Regions from separate parts of the Mus musculus genome. Here region 2 is linked to region 1. A link is a contact called in public Hi-C data. All regions are on one chromosome and are shown on one strand. Each heading gives the region's core, a stretch centred on a gene start, on an enhancer-like site or on the middle of the called end of the contact. The rest is flanking DNA. Distances are from core to core; before and after follow the strand shown.

Region 1 (3,499 bases), core at 788-3,287:
AATTAATCTCTGACAGCAACACATCTCCCTGTTGATGGGCAGGGCTGAAAAGATGTATCTGAGATTCTGCTGTAAATCAGAACATAGGGAGAGGCAGAAGAGAAAGTGATCGCACACCCGGCTTTAAAAACATGCATTGCTCCAAGTTCTCAAAATGTGACCTCCACTGCTGCCTGGTGTCCAGCCGAGTGTGTGCGAGCAAAACAAAGCCAGATGCGGTTGATTGGCTCCAAAGTTACATGGCTGGTTTCCCTGATGCATTTATTTTCTCTAAATGGGCTTCTTCAGTTTCATCCACTCTGCGGCTTAGGGATTCGGCCGCAATCGAAGGAGCAGGAAATAGAGAATTGGGTTGAGTGGTAGGTAATACAGCCATGGGTAAAGGCAGCCGCAATCCAATAGGTCTGCTGGTTTCCAGTGTCTAACCACAAATGCTCATCAAGGTGGTGACTCTCTCTAAAGTTGCCATGTCCAAACGTTTCCATCAGCTGGCTTCCCACAGGATAGCATTAACTCTGAAAGATGCCGTGTTCCCAGTTAGGAATTGGAATCAGGCTTCTACTGGGCATTTGTACTGCTCCCCTTCTGAACTTACCAAGGTGCTCACCAAGGAAGCAGAAAACCCCCACACGTGACACCACCTATTTCCCTAGTCAGATGCAATCTTGCTTCTGGCAGAAACAGAATGTGGCTTCGGCTCTATGTGTTCACCTGATTGCCATTAACAGGTTGCTTAGTCATATATATGACACAGCAAAGCCGTATTAGCTACTTGACTGGCTGGTCACTATGACCAAGTTCCTGACCAGAAGCAATCCATGGCAGGAAGAGTTGCTTTTAGTCCATTGTTTGAGAACTTCTTGACTATCAGGGCAGGAAAGCACAGTGGTGGGTGGCTCTGTGATAACAGAAGCAAGTAGCCAGGACGCCTTACATCTGAGTGGAAGAAGAGGTCTGAATGGTGGACTGTAGCATGCAGTTTTTGCTACCCTGCTTTAAGCCCCAGGCAGACCACTCTACTGGCTCCACCCAGGTTCTTTCAGATCTGTGGATGAAACACAGACACAGACACACACAGACACACACAGACACACACAGACACACACAGACACACAATTGCTCAGTTAACTTTAGTCCCAGCTCAGCATCCTAAATCTGCCCTCAGCTTAGTAATGTTTCTAACCTCCTCCCTGGAGAAGCAGCCTACAGTCTCTGTGTCACCTTTTCTCCTTCTGAAGCATAGCCAAATTCTCCCTTCCTCCCCAGTGACTCTTAACCTGCCTCTGGGGACCCAGAAGTCCTGCCTCTTTCCTTCTGCCCAGCAATTAGCCCCGAGCATCTTTATTGATCATTCACGAACCAATTGGGGAATAGGATCTTAACATCAGAACCACCCTCTACAGTGGAACTTGGCTGGCTTTCTCCTTTTTCCCTTTTCTTGTCTTGGGATTCCAGCCAACGGCATGGTGTTGCCCAGCTTAGGGTGGGCCTTCCTTCCTCAGTTAGATCTTTCTGGAAACGTCCTCATTGACATGACCAAAGATGTACCCCCTCGGTGATGTCAACTTAGTCAAGGTGGCAGTCGGAACGCACCATTCCAGACTGCAACTGAGCACTTGCTGGAAGCCATTGCAAATGAGTCTCTGATCATGCACAGAAACCTGTCTTGCATGAAGCTGTGTGTGCCCCGTATGTGCTCGTTTCTTATGTATGCAGGACATTGACTGGCAACAGAAAGCCAGCGTTGTAGCCCTGTTGAGACCAGAATCCTAGTTCTATAAATCCCCGAGGGGTCCTCCACTGAGATTTAATTTAATTTTTAAGTCTTGGCAAATGGGATGCTGTATGTTTGGGTAGACTCGCATCGTTTAAAAGGTTCTTGCAGTTTAGATCTTGCGTGTAATTTGTTACATTAGCTCTGGGCAAAAATATTTGCTTTTTGGTCCTTTGTGGTTTGGGTTCCTCCTCAATACTGACCTGGCATGCTAGAGAAGGCAGAGCTGTGGAAACGAGCCATGGGGAAGGGGAGGGAGGTGTCGGCGAGCCCGTGCAGTAAAGCTTGTTGCTAATGGCAGCTTGGTAGACTGTAGGAGCGGGCACGTGATTTTCCTGGCTCGCTTGACAGTTCTTGTGTATTTTGGATCTTACCCTGTTGAGAGCAGGAAACCGAAGCAGCTTGGATGAGGCCCTTTAAACTCAAATGGAAGTTGGGAAAATGTTCCTCCCAATACATTAGATTAAGTGAGAGTGGGGATTTTGTTGTTGTTTAAAGTGAAATTCACCCTGTTTTTATGAGTCCTGACAATATAAAGGTTGGCTGTCTTTAACATGAACAGACCCACAATGAGTTATTCTAATTGAGAATTTGGCTATCTTCTTGGATTCTAAACCTGTGAGCACTGGGTAATATTCCACCACTAAGGGCTTACTCCTATATCTGTGGAGACAAGAATGAGGCAGATACCATGCCCCATTTTATTAGAGCAATTACAGAAAAAAAAATCCAGTCCTTCTCCATCATTCATAGTCCAATAATGGAAAATTCTAGAAAGAACTAAAAAAATTTTTTTTTTATTTCACATTGATAGGGATCATATTCTGGGTCTAGTGAATGCCAGGCATTCAACCCCAGATCTATACCCCCCAGGATCAACTTGTAAGCTTTTTCTCCTCTCCTCTCCTCTCCTCTCCTCTCCTCTCCTCTCCTCTCCTCTCCTCTCCTCTCCTCTCCTCTCCTCTCCTCTCCTCTCCTCTCCTCTCCTCCCCTCCCCTCCCCTCCCCTCCCCTCCTCTCCCCTCCCCTTTCCTCCTCTCCTCCTTTTCTTCTTCCTCCTCCTCCTTCTCTCTCTTTCTCTCTCTCCCTCTCTCTTTCTTTTTCTCTTTGAGACAGGGTTTCTCTGCGTTGCTCTAGCTGTCCTGGAACTTGCTCTGTGGAACAGGCTGGCCTTGAACTCAGAGCTTCTCCTGCCTCAGCCTCTCAGTGCTGGGATTAAAGGTATGCACCATGCCCGGCTCAATTCATCAGCTTTGTATTGTGCATTTATTGAGCAGCATAACAAAAATCCCACGTGTCCTGCCTGAGACAGGAAGTCTCCTTTGCTCAGTGTACCCTCTCTGTGTGAGCTTCCTGCCTGATTGCCATTGGGTAGCTGCCTCTGTTCTCACATTCACACTCTAGGTGCTGCAGAGCCTGAGCTCAAATGAGTCTTATTTTACTTAATAATGTTCCCAGAGCACAAGCTAGGGATGTCGGTAATTCAGATATGTCAGCGTTTCCTTCAAGAGAAACTGAAAGTACAGGAAAATAGTTTGAGAAAGATGAGGTCACTGAGACCCAAGGTCACATTGGATGCATGTGACAAATGTAACGTTTCTTCCTGTGGTGATTCTTGCAGGGGTATCTGGGTATTCTGGGCATTGCCTTGAGGTTAAATAGTAGCCACAGTGATTTTAGACCTGCTCCTTTCTACGGCACAGCATCAGCCTCAGAACAACAGCAC
Region 2 (3,575 bases), core at 699-3,198, 600 kb before region 1:
GGGCCTTGAAGAGCACTAACTACCACTGTCTACCATTACCATTACCATTAGTACAAGGAGAGTTCTTTTCCTGTGGGAAAGGTGTCTACCCCAGAGCAGGAGAACAAGCAGGACGGAGTTTTGTACTGCTCAGCAGCACCCTTTCAAATCATAGCCTACACCCAAACATTTCCTACAATCAAGTCTGACAGTAAAGGTCAGAGTATCCTTCAGACACTTGAATACCATCGTGTATATCAGAAGCTATAGTTTGCTGTAGTAATCTTATTTCCAGAGCACTATCTGATGGTCACCCATTTATTCTTTCATTTCTCAATGTCCCTGTGGCATAACCTCATATTCGACAACAGAGCTAAGAAGGTGAAGTCTCTAAGACTCAGGGAGATCAGGGTCATAGTAAAATTCAAATGTGAAGGTCAAAGTTATCAGCTCTGACTGACTTGTAAGAAAGATTCTTTCAGTATCTGCAGGATTCAAACCTGGCAGCACACAGGTGCTAGGAGTTCACTCCATTGTGGCTTCTGTGGTGAAAATGGCCCTATAGGCTCATCTATTTGAATATTTGATCCAGAGTTGGTAGACTGTTGGGAAGGTTTAAGAGGTAGCTCTGTTGGACTAGGTGTGTGAATGGGGAAAGACTTTGAATATCAAAAGCCAATGCCAGTCCCAGTGCCATTCTCTCTGCCTACTGCCTGAGAAACAGGCTGTGCTTCGTCAGTGCCTTGTGGCTGTCTGCAACCATGATCCCTGTAATGATGAAGAGGGATTAATCCTCTATAGCTAGAAGCACCCAAATTAGAAGCTTTTATTTTAAGAGTTGCTTTGGTCATGGAATCTCTTGTAACAGCAATAGACGACTTGCCTCCCTCCAATACCCTAGACTCTGATATAGATCAGCTAGTATGTAACCACCATGGAACAGTGGGCAAAGACACCCCAGGCCAAATGGTACTTGCTCTACACCCCCAAGCTACTTCCATAATGACACTCATTACTGCTGAGATATGGAGTGCCGAAGAAGAGACACGATTAATGGAGAGGAGCAGCAATGTTCCTAGGTAAATGTAAAATAAACCATGTATCCTTGATTATGAGACACTTCATGAATCACTGGAACAAGAAGTAAATAATCTGGATACACAACTAATTTGAAACACAAATCTAATTTCTAGTCTTAAGGTGGCCTGTGTTAGGAGCAGAAGAGATGGCTCAGTGGTTAAGAGCACTGACATTCTTCAAGAGGACCCAGGTTCAATTCCCAGGATCTACTTCCAGGGTATTTGAGACCCTAACATGTATACATGCAGGCAAAACACAAATTCACATAAAATAAAAATAAAATTATGAAAGGATGACCTGTGTTGTGCATTAGTGTATAATTTTACACAAAGACAAGGAAATAATATTTTATATGCCTGCTTCACTAGAAACTAGTCTATCTTTAGTCTCCATCCATTTTATCTCATGCACAAAACTAAGCTGTGTAGTATTCAGCTCAGTATCCTTGGCTGCCTTGGATGCCCTCAGTGGGAAATATGTGCCTAATCCAGCACAGACTTGATGAGCTAGGAAGGGGATGGGAGGTGCCCTCTCAGAAGAGAAGAGGAGCAATGATTGGAGGGGGAGCAGCACTTGGTATGTGAATACTGTGTAAGCTCAAGCTATCCAGGAAAGAAAGGGAGGCCAGATCTGGATCCTCCCAGGGTAAGAGAGACACCTCATGTGATCTCTGTCCAATCATGCTCTACTTTTCCAGCTCGGTCAGCCTGAATTCACCTTGATTAATAAACTGGGCCTTCTGTGGGACACTAGAAAGGCCCTCACTGAGGGTTACCTGTTTCCGTAAGTCCTGAGCAGACCGATGCGAAGGGGGAGGTTGGTGGTTGGCAGCAAGTCCCTTGGCAGAGGAAGCCGCAGCCGAGGCGGCCGTGGGCTGAGCCCCTGAAGCCTGTTCTCTCCGGCTGTCTGCCCTGGGCTCGCTGTGCTTCTCCTTCCCCGGAGTGGCCTCTTTGCTTCTGTGTTTGTGAGCAGGCTCTTTCTCCCGTGCTGACCTACTGGAGCCATTGAAAACTAGAAAAGGAAGAGAAGGGAAGAAGGAAGTCACTACCTTGAACAGAGGAACCATACCATGTAACTTGGGATGTGAATACTGTGTAAGTTACCATGTAACTCAACCATTCTCCAGGGAAATAAATGGCCAGCACCAAGATGCACAAGGACATGAAATGTGATGATGAACCCGATTGAAAACACTTCAAATATATCCTAGGAACTATGTATTTCCTATATCTTGGTTTTTTAAAATCCATTCAAAAACTACCTACTGTAGGCAACGGATCATCGTGGCTCAAGCCTAAAACTAACACTCAGGAAGCAAGACAACCCTAACCCGAAAGTGAAGACCACTTTGGGCTAAGCAGACAGTTCTAGGCCATCCTGACCTAGAATGAGATGTCTCAAAAAAAAAAAAAAAAAAAAAAAATTTAAAAGATAATTTCCTTCCAAGATTATCAACAGTATACTAAAAGACAAAAACTGAACCAGAAAAAGTAACACTGTGTTTCCTCAGCTTACAAGGGGACTGTGTCATGGAAAAACCCATGTAATCAGAGTAAGTACTGTCAGGAAGAAACTGAACTGCTGCAGCATCTAATACTGCAGAGCTTGGTTGGCATCAGTTATCTCTCAGTGCCAGGAGGCTGGTGGGTTGCTGGGCTCACACTCACTCCTAGCATCACCAGACAAGACAGGATAGAGAGCCACTAGCCCAGAAAAAGACGCAAATTCAATACTGAAAGTGCATTTGCTATTGAATACAGTTTGCTTTATAGTATCAATAAAGGTTAATGTCCTGGACTATCTGAATGTAGTCACATTCTAAGACCAAAACCACCTGAATATCACAAGAAGACCTTAGAGAAATGTGAAGGCACACACTTGGAGACTACAGAGCTGCTTTGCAACTGGCCAGTTAAGGCATGCAGGAGGTGGAGCTGCAAGCCATGCCTATCCATCCATTACTAAATTCAGAACCAGCAACCATCTCCCTGAATAAACTACACTGATTTTAAAGATTCGTAAGATTGGTCATCCTGCTTAAAATTTCCTGATTAAGTTTCTAGTCATTATTTACTCATAACTACGTAACCTAATATCCTTTCAACTGAACCATCCGGTGACATCTTCAGAATCATCAATCTGCTTCCTGCAATCCAAAAGCTAAGTGACATCAGCTAAGTGACATCAGCTAGCCCCTGGAACCTTGAGGGTGTCTTGCTTTGTCCCCACCAATACACTGGTAGGTCTTTTTTTTTAATTGTTTTATGGCAGGGTCTCACCAGGGTCTCACCGTATAGATCAGGATGGCCTGGGTCTCACCGTGCAGACCAGGCTGGCCTTTAATTCACAAAGGCATGCCTGCCTCTGCCTCCAGAATGCTGGGTGAGATCAAAAGGTACAAGCCCTCAAGTAGAGCTGCCTTTTGTGCTATAACTATAGAGGTCATTGTAAACCAATTGCGAGCAGAAGGTCACACACAGCAAGAAGATTGAACAGAAGTCAAACTTTTTTCCTTT

The links. Hi-C and Micro-C count contacts between places; a contact is called where the count stands out from the background.
Region 2: a contact with region 1 is called in a Hi-C map of cerebellar granule neurons, with 2.0 times the contacts expected there. The contact joins two enhancer-like sites. A contact is called at or near these places in 2 of 484 Hi-C or Micro-C datasets (brain and cerebellar granule neurons).

The regions. Positions count from the first base shown.
Region 1 is chr13:44,292,514-44,296,012 of GRCm38.p6, reverse strand. No RefSeq gene overlaps it. Among named protein-coding and RNA genes, the nearest start is that of Gm29676, 34 kb to the right of the region's middle. Within about 2 kb of position 2,037, at least 53 of the 459 cell types and tissues checked have an H3K27ac peak or open chromatin away from gene starts, as enhancers often do. A contact at or near this core is called in cerebellar granule neurons, where this site is marked.
Region 2 is chr13:44,894,749-44,898,323 of GRCm38.p6, reverse strand. Jarid2 (jumonji, AT rich interactive domain 2) reads right to left here. Exons shown (of 18, transcript NM_001205043.1): 6 at 1,835-2,070. Among named protein-coding and RNA genes, the nearest start is that of Dtnbp1, 110 kb to the left of the region's middle. Within about 2 kb of position 1,948, at least 5 of the 459 cell types and tissues checked have an H3K27ac peak or open chromatin away from gene starts, as enhancers often do. A contact at or near this core is called in cerebellar granule neurons, where this site is marked.